3 separate regions of the Mus musculus genome follow, and regions 1 and 2 are each linked to region 3. Evidence: chromatin contacts called from public Hi-C data. All regions are on one chromosome and are shown on one strand. Each heading gives the region's core, a stretch centred on a gene start, on an enhancer-like site or on the middle of the called end of the contact. The rest is flanking DNA. Distances are from core to core; before and after follow the strand shown.

Region 1 (2,700 bases), core at 125-2,624, 300 kb before region 3:
CTGAATAGGAACATTCACCGGTCTCTACTTCCTGACTGCAGATGCACACCACCTACCTCAAGCTCCTGCTATCAGAGCTTCCTTGCCATGATGGACTGGACCTTGAAATGTGAGCCAAAATAAACCCTTTCTTCTGTAATTAACTTAATTACTTTTAATTAATTTAAATTTACTTCTGTCCGGGTTTTTGTCATATCAATATATGATATTGATAGCTAAGACACTGGTCTTCTAATCTGAGTGTGGGTGGTCTGGAGCTAGGGATGTGGAAGTCTGAGCCTGCCTTTAGCCTGCCTTTGTAGCCAAGGATCCCAGCCCTACCCCACCCCTGAGGAATTCTCATTTGGTGTCCTCTTTTGAGGAGCCTTCTTGCCTCCCCAAGTTTGGAATGTAGTGAATGGATGGGCCACTGGGAGTGGGTCATAGCCTAGGGCCTGTAATTCACATGGGTCAGGTTGTGGAATGATTGCTATCTCAGTGATGACTCAGTTAGCCTTGTTGGTGATACACAGAGGATACCTCTGTTCCCACAGAGCCCACAACAGGGCTCCTGAGCTTTTTCACAGCTGCCCAGTGCTGTCACTGCCTCTCTCAGGTGCACATGTGCTCTCTAAGTTCTGTAGTGCTATATGTGGTTTTTGTTTTAATTTGTTTGTTCTGTTTTTTTGTTTTTCCTGACAGAGCTTCTCTGTGTAGTCCTGGCTGTCCTGGAACTCACTCTGTAGACCAGGCTGGCCTCGAACTCAGAGGTTTGCCTGCCTCTACCTTCCAAGGGACCATGAGCGAGTCTCTCAAAGAATGCAGATGAATCCAATGTACATTCTACTTGAGAATGTCTCTAGGGCCTCACCCTCATTGACTTATACCTCCGTGATCTCCTTACTATTAGAAAACCACACAGGTATAATCACAACTAATATTTGTGATCATTCAATAAACACATTATATATTAAGTATCTGTTATCACATTTCACACAGCTCCAACACACCTTCTCCACTATCCTCCTCTTACAGATGAGAAAATTGAGGCTCAGAGAGGGCAAGTCGCTTTCTCAAGGTTGCAGAGTAAAACCAGCACCAGCATTATGAATCAGATCTAGGCGTTCTGACTGCAGATGCCTTCTGTGTCAAACCCCATCGAGGGCAGGTGTCCTATTTCTCTGTAGGAGAATCCCAGTCTGGTGTTCCAGTCACAGCAGGAGAATGATTCTATAAAGAAAAATAGCTCATATCCACCCAGTGAGCACACTACCTGGAGCAACAGTGTCATCTATCATTTAGCAACTGTGCCCTGAGCCCCTGCTGGGTGTGCAGCCAGCTCTGTGTAAGCAAGAAGCTTCCAGGCCTCCTATTTCCAGGGGGATGCAGTCATCGCCCAGTGATTCATTGATGACTGAAATGCAGGCTCTCTTGAGCTCATTAGTTCATCCTTCCTCAAACCAAGCAGTGGCTGGGAACGGTATGGAGATGATAAAGTATAAAAAGGGAGAAAGAAAGGAGGGGAGAGAGAGGGGGGGGAAGAGAGGAAGAGAGGAAGAGAGGAAGAAGAAAAAGAGAAAGGAAAAGAGACAGGGAAGTGGAAAGGAAGAAAGGGAGGAGAAGAAGGAAGGAGGGACTTGGAGGGGGAGGAGAGAGACAGAACCTCAAGGAAAACAGAACTTTGTCTAATGTTCTTGTGCTGGTTATTACGTTGTGCTATATGGTATTTGTGTCTGATCCTGTTCAGCCATACACAGACCCTCTGTGGTAGGCCTATGCATTTTTTTTGTGGTCCTCAGGGCCTTACGCATGTTAAATGCATGCTCTACCACTGAGGCACACGCTCATTCTGGCCAGGTAAAAAATTATTAGTCCTCCCCTTAAAATTTTAATGATGGAAACAAAAATATACCTAAAGGCAGTTTCTGGGAAAACCATTTGTTCTTTCCTGTCTTGTATCTTTCCTCACATTTGGCCTCCTGCCTTCTGCATGGCTATGCATTTTAGAGCTCCAAAGGGCCTCTAAGACATCTTTGTTGACAACAGTTTTGTCTGAGGGGATATCTGCAGAGTACGTTGTGAGCAAGAGGTGATTGTACTCATATAAATTCGCAGAGGACATGATCTCTGATCTCCTGGTGATTTTCTTGTTGCCTATGCAGCTGACACTTTTAGGCGGTAGTGGTCAGTTCCAGCCACCAGAGCATGGCTGTGAGCATCTGAGGTGCCATCCTGGATGTTCCTCAGATTGACGGCTTTGCATCCGGAGTAGCATCCAGTCAGGACCAGCACCACTTTCATGCCCTTGCCCATTTCAACAGCAAGCAGCTGGTGCCCAGCAGAGAGAAAAGAAGGCTCATTTATTATCCCACTTTGCAAAGAGGAATCTGAGATTCTGGAGATTAAAGATTGTTTAACCTTGGAGATCACTTAGAACTATAATCCTTTGAGTTTCATTGCCCTCCATTGAACTTAAGTTAGACTCTGATTACCAATACCACCATCACCAAGAATCTCAGATTTGTCTTCATTTTTGAGGATGCTAAGGGCACTAATCCTTTGGGGTTGTGATAAGGATTAAACATGGTAACCCATGGCCTACAGACAGGACTCCATAGATATCTTGTTTCCTCGTTATTGATCTAATAATGCTACAAAGTATCTGTCAGTGCTGGTTCTGAAGGCAGTCTACATCTAACAAATGTCAGTTGCCTCTTTCCA
Region 2 (2,700 bases), core at 11-2,510, 320 kb before region 3:
TAGTTACTTTTCTCAGAGTTGTGACCAAGTAGCCAGCCAGTGCAGCCTAGAGAAGGAAGGGTTTATCTTGGGTCGCATCCCAGAAGGGGAAGACATGATGGAGGGGTGGGGAGGAAGGGGAAGAGGGGGGACGTGGTGTCTGTAATCAGGAAAAAGACTTGAATGCCGGGCTCAGTTCACATGCTCCAGTTCATTGGTTCTGGGTTCCCAGCCAACAGAAAGGTGGTGCCCTCCTTTAACATGGACCCTCCTTTTCTCAAACCTCTCTGGAGACCTCTCCCGGACACACTCAAAGGTTTCTAGGTGATGGTGATTTCGTCAAGTTGTCAATGAGGACTGAGCATCACACACTGAAGAGAACACACGCATTCCAACACAACCCATCAGACTACCTTCTCAGGCTAGCTTCCTGGAAGTCTAGTTGAGCAAGGCCTCTGGCATATATTGTCTAGCTGCCCCCTGGAAACTTTCCGTTCACAGGAGGAAGGCAGCTGTGGTTCTCTGAGCTCTGCCTATCACCAACACTGCAGCAACTCTCCCTTTCAAAACTGATGGACTGTGCTGCGTCGTGGTGATTTAGAACACAACTAATTCCTCCACTAACCTCACAGTTTTCTGGGGGTGCTTTGGGCCTGGCCCGCCTCCAGTAGCGCTGTGAACCCGCAGTCTACAGATGAGCTCCCTAGAGCAGCTGCATTCCATTGCTGAGGGGAGAGCGACTCTGTGCCCTGCAGAGTCACCACCGGGTACATTCTAGAATGCTGGGCTTGGTTCACATCATTTCATTTTCTTCCTCTTCTTCTTTCTCGTGGTCTCCTGGGGTGAGAGAAATAGCATTCACGTTCTATAGCTTCTGTCAGCTGCATCTCCAGTGGAGAAAGAGCTTCAGGGAGGCGTCCTGAGGCAAGGCTGCTGCTGTCTCTCAGATTACTCCCACATGGCACTGGTCCCTGTTCATGTTTGCAGAATGAGTCTGCTCATTGCCCCATCATCATTTAGACTTGTTCTTAGGTTGTGGGGAAAGAGAATGGTGGGCAGCTAAGTTGTTTACTACAGAGACCTCTCTCTCCCCCTCTCCGTGTGTGTGTGTGTGTGTGTGTGTGTGTGTGTGTGTGTGTGTGTAGCTGCCGCATGCTACTTGTAGGGAGGGAGCTGCCCTAGGGATCTCTTTGAACCCAACAATGGAAATATCTGGATGGTTTGTTCTGGGTCTGTGTCCAGGGTGACTCCCAGAAGCTGGCTCCTGCTAGAGAAGAGGCGGCATGTGGTGAGAGGTTGGGCTGAGGCCTGGCATTACAGACAGACTATGTGCAAACCCCAAAGGAGCCTCGGGTTGCACAGAACTTCTTTTGCTACTGTGGTCCTGGGGCAGTGGTAGTGGGGGGATATAGACTCTCTTCCTGTTTAGCTGCTAGGTCTTCTCTGCTATGGCAGCCACCCCCCCCCTTTTTTTTTCTTTTTCTTTTTTTTCTTTCTTTCTTTTTTTTTTTTTTGCTGTGGTGATTTCTCCATCTGCTAAAGATGGAAGATTTCAGAGCTGGATTGTTTTCCCTGGACCAAATTTCTCTCTCTCTGCCCAGGAGGCCTCCCCTTGCCGCAGCCTGTTCCTCTCCATTGTGTGCAAAGCGCTGCTGGTTTCTGGGCTAGGGTGAAGCATGCATACAGCTGTGGGTTGGCTCCATTCCAGGCGAAGTCACCAGAGACAAAGCAGTGGCCTATGGCTCCTGCGGCCACCACGGAGGAACAAAAGGTTGAGGTCTCTGCCACCCACGAAGCCACATTAAGACTGCCTTCTGCAGGGACACTCAAGGCCAGTGAGGGCAAGAGCCTTCTGCCCCCATTCATCTTCCAGCTCGGTAAATGCAAGCTTCTGAGACTGGGGCCAGACAACACGTCTCAGGTTCTGCAAGTTCTCCAGAACTGCTTCAGTTTTTGACTTTGTGTGTGTGTGTGTGTGTGTGTGTGTGTGTGTGTGTGTGTGTGATATGCTGTGCAAAAATTCTTATACCATTTGTGCTGTGAAACTTACTGCTAGCCAAGGTTTCTGTATATGCATCCTTGGGGAACCTATGAAAAACTCCCTCTTTAAAAGGGCTGAATTTTACACAAGTGTGAGGAATATTCCACAGCGTTTCTAATGAGAACAACTCCCTTCACAGAGCTTTTCATCAGCAGCAAATGCTGTGCGGTGGCTCACTTCACTTCAATGGCACCAGAAGCTGGGCATCGCCATTGCCAGGACCATTTGGCAAAGTAGGGAAGAGAAGCTTAGAGGCCAAATGACTAACCAATGCCATGTGGGACAGTTATCCATGAGCAAAATGCCAATCTGAACCCAAAGCCTATGCATGCCCTTAGATTTATAAGAATTTCCCTTGAGAGGCTAGGCAGTGAAGAGACAAGAATTGAATGTGGTTATATAAATGAATGTCAATATATATCTATACAGGTATTGATATAGACATATAGACACATGTGTATATATTAGGCTATAGACCAGGAAGGGACTTCGCCTGCTCACACAGAATCAGCAAAGCCTGCCCGGAGGCTGTGAGTGGGGAGCACGCTTGTAACCACAGCACTGAGGACCTGAAGCGAGGGATCAGGAGCTCCAGGCCAGGCCAGGCTGTGTAACAAGACCCTGCTTCAGAAAAGACTAGACTGTGACAGTGGCCAGGGGAATGCATAAGCACAGGGGTG
Region 3 (2,700 bases), core at 127-2,626:
AGCCCTCTGGCTCGCCTGCTCTCAGACCCTCAGGGTTAGTTCACAAGCAAAGCCCACTAGGGCCAGCTCTACCCTGCTGCCCAGGCATGGTTCAGGGCCTGCTCTCCTGAGTAGTACAGTTGTACATGTGTGGGACATGGCCAGTTCTCCCACTCTCATGACTCTGGGGCCAGCTCTCCTGCCTGCCATAGATGGCAAGGGATGAGGAGGGAAGGAGGGCATCTCTCCCTTTTCCATGCCTCCACCCAGCAGACAAGAGGCAGGGCTGGCTCTCCCACACTCACACCCTCAGAACCAGATCACCAGCAACCACCACCACATCCAGAGCTGGCTCCGCTGTGCTGCCCAGGGCAAGAGCCGGCTCTCCCACTCTGACGACCTCGGAGCCAGTTCTCCTGCCTGCCATCGGTGGCAAGGGACAAGAGTGAGGGGAGACATTTCTCCCTCGAATGGAAGACAAGTGGTGGGGCCAGCAGCTCTCCCAAGCTCACGTCCTCAAAACTGGCTCACCCCCACCCCCACCATCAGGGGGAGCTCTACTGTGCTGCCCAGGCAAGGAGCAGGGCCTGCTCTGAGTGCCGCAGTAGGTGAAGGCAGGGCCTGCTCTCCTGCTCTCGTGGCCCCAGGCTCAGGTCTCCTGCCTGCTGCAGATAGTGAGAGGTGAGGAGGGAAGAGAGTATCTTTCCCTCCTACAGCCACTGCATAGGAGACTAGGGTAGGGCCAGGTCTCCCACACTGGCTAGTATCCTGGGGTGGGAGGACCACTCACAACTCCCACAATGTGCGCAATGAACGGGGCTTTCTCCCGAGTACTGCAGCTGCATAGGGCTGGGGTCAGCTTTCTGCTCCCACTCCCCCAAGGGCCAGCTCTTCCACGATGTCCAGGTAAGGGGTGGGGCCAGGTCTGCAGAACCCTCAGACATGTCCCTGGGTGGTAGGAATGTCTGTCTGGCCTTTGGTGGTAACAGACCCCTGCTGCTACAGGGCCATGGTCCAGATGTGCTCCCCTGTGGCAGCACAGGCCAGGACCCCACCACGGTCCCAGGTGGCATCACTGGCTAACACATCAGCTACTCACACCAGCCTGTTTCTCACTACCCTTGAGTCTCCAGCTCTGCCTTTTTTCACTGTGCCCACATCCTTCTCTTTCTTTTTCTCTCCCATCTCTCCACCACTTCTTTGCTCCTTTTAGTGGTGCCAGGAGTTTGGGTGTCTGGAGTCACCTCAGGAGTGATCTCAGGAGTGCTATGCCAAGATGGTGCGTTATGGCACCTGGCATGGGTCATCTCAGGTATGGTCTGCCTCCACCCTGTGTAGAACAAGACTGGTGGTCATCTCAGGATCGCTTTCTTCAGGGAATGTTAGGCTACTAATCAGAGCATAGTCATCGTCTCTCCTCTGCCACCTAGTGGTCAATATGTGACATAGCAGCCACACTTGCAATGCTTCTAGGGACAGGGATTTTAATTTTTTTTTATATTTATGTATTTAATTTTATGTGTATGGGTGTTTGGCCTGCATGTATGTCTGTGCACTATATTCATGCTGAAGCCTACAGAGGTCAGAAGAGAGATCAGATCCCCTGGAACTAGATCTACAGATGGATGTGAACCACCACATGGTTACTGGGATTCAAGCCCAGGTCCTCTGGAAGAGCAGCCAGTCCCCTTAACCACTGAGCCATCTCTCCAGCCCCAACCTGTTTGTTTGTTTGTTTGTTTGTTTGTTTTTCTTACTGTCAGCATTTAAATCCATACAAATCCCTCTAAACTCTGCTTCAGCTACACTCCAGAAACTTCCGCATGGTACGTCTAAATCCTCACTTCAGGTCAAGTATTTTCTAACTTCACTCTTGAATCCCCTAGTGCTGTGCTGGTCATTTAGAAGTAGGTGGCTCTGTTTCCCTACATTGTGTATTGCTATTGATTGCTGGCATCTGAGAGCATACTGTGTGCACCACAGGTTTTAGGGCTGACCTATGGTCTATGTTATGGGGACCATAGCATACCATCTAGAAAACATTCAGTTCTGAAGATGGCATGTGTGATGTTTATACCAATTAGGACAGAATCGATTGCATTGCTCAAACCCTTTAAATTCTGTGCTCTTTTTCTAGTTTCTCTGTCAGTTGCTGTCTTAGGGTGTCCATTCCTGCACAAACATCATGACCAGGAGGCAAGTTGGGGAGGAAAGGGTTTATTCAGCTTACACTTCCACATTGCTGTTCATCACCAAGGGAAGTCAGGACTGGAACTCAAGCAGGTCAGGAAGCAGGAGCTGATGCAGAAGCCACGGAGGGATGTTCTTTACTGGCTTGCTTCCCCTGGCTTGCTCAGCCTGCTCTTTTATAGATCCAAGACTACCAGCCCAGGGATGGTCCCACCCATAAGGGGCCTTTCCCCCTTGATCACTAATTGAGAAAATGCCTTACAGCTGGATCTCATGGAGGCATTTCCCCAACTGAAGCTCCTTTTTTTTGTGATAACTCCAGCCTGTGTCAAGTTGACACAAAACCAGCCGGTACAGTTGCTGAGATGGGGCCAGTGCCTCCTGGTGTTTGAAGCTGATATTAGGTGCACAGGTGTCCTTACTGTTTTCTTGGCACCTTGATTAGCTTATCATTGCAAAAGATCCTGCATTTATCCCTGATCATGCTTTTTGTCTTGAAGTCCATCTTCTCTGCCTGAGCCTCTCACAACT

Evidence for each region. Hi-C and Micro-C count contacts between places; a contact is called where the count stands out from the background.
Region 1: a contact with region 3 is called in a Hi-C map of bone marrow-derived macrophages, with 23 read pairs. The contact joins two enhancer-like sites. A contact is called at or near these places in 2 of 39 promoter capture datasets (3T3-L1-derived adipocytes and neural stem cells), 1 of 15 datasets of contacts at CTCF or cohesin (the NIH/3T3 cell line), 3 of 484 Hi-C or Micro-C datasets (bone marrow-derived macrophages, cerebral cortex and nephron progenitors) and 1 of 9 other capture datasets (embryonic stem cells).
Region 2: a Hi-C map of CD8 T cells shows a contact between it and region 3, with 2.7 times the contacts expected there. The contact joins two enhancer-like sites. A contact is called at or near these places in 9 of 39 promoter capture datasets (the C10 cell line, cranial neural crest, embryonic stem cells and 6 more), 2 of 15 datasets of contacts at CTCF or cohesin (the NIH/3T3 cell line and pro-B cells), 6 of 484 Hi-C or Micro-C datasets (the AML12 cell line, CD8 T cells, bone marrow-derived macrophages and 3 more) and 5 of 115 datasets of contacts at active chromatin or transcription factors (T-cell acute lymphoblastic leukemia, double positive thymocytes, embryonic basal ganglia and 2 more).

Annotation. Positions count from the first base shown.
Region 1 is chr3:103,694,390-103,697,089 of GRCm38.p6, reverse strand. No RefSeq gene overlaps it. Among named protein-coding and RNA genes, the nearest start is that of Olfml3, 42 kb to the left of the region's middle. Within about 2 kb of position 1,374, at least 10 of the 459 cell types and tissues checked have an H3K27ac peak or open chromatin away from gene starts, as enhancers often do. A contact at or near this core is called in bone marrow-derived macrophages, where this site is marked.
Region 2 is chr3:103,715,496-103,718,195 of GRCm38.p6, reverse strand. No RefSeq gene overlaps it. Among named protein-coding and RNA genes, the nearest start is that of Olfml3, 21 kb to the left of the region's middle. Within about 2 kb of position 1,260, at least 97 of the 459 cell types and tissues checked have an H3K27ac peak or open chromatin away from gene starts, as enhancers often do. A contact at or near this core is called in CD8 T cells, double positive thymocytes and neural stem cells, where this site is marked.
Region 3 is chr3:103,391,692-103,394,391 of GRCm38.p6, reverse strand. It overlaps the pseudogene Gm25009. Among named protein-coding and RNA genes, the nearest start is that of Gm25869, 34 kb to the left of the region's middle. Within about 2 kb of position 1,376, at least 33 of the 459 cell types and tissues checked have an H3K27ac peak or open chromatin away from gene starts, as enhancers often do. A contact at or near this core is called in CD8 T cells, bone marrow-derived macrophages, double positive thymocytes and 1 more, where this site is marked.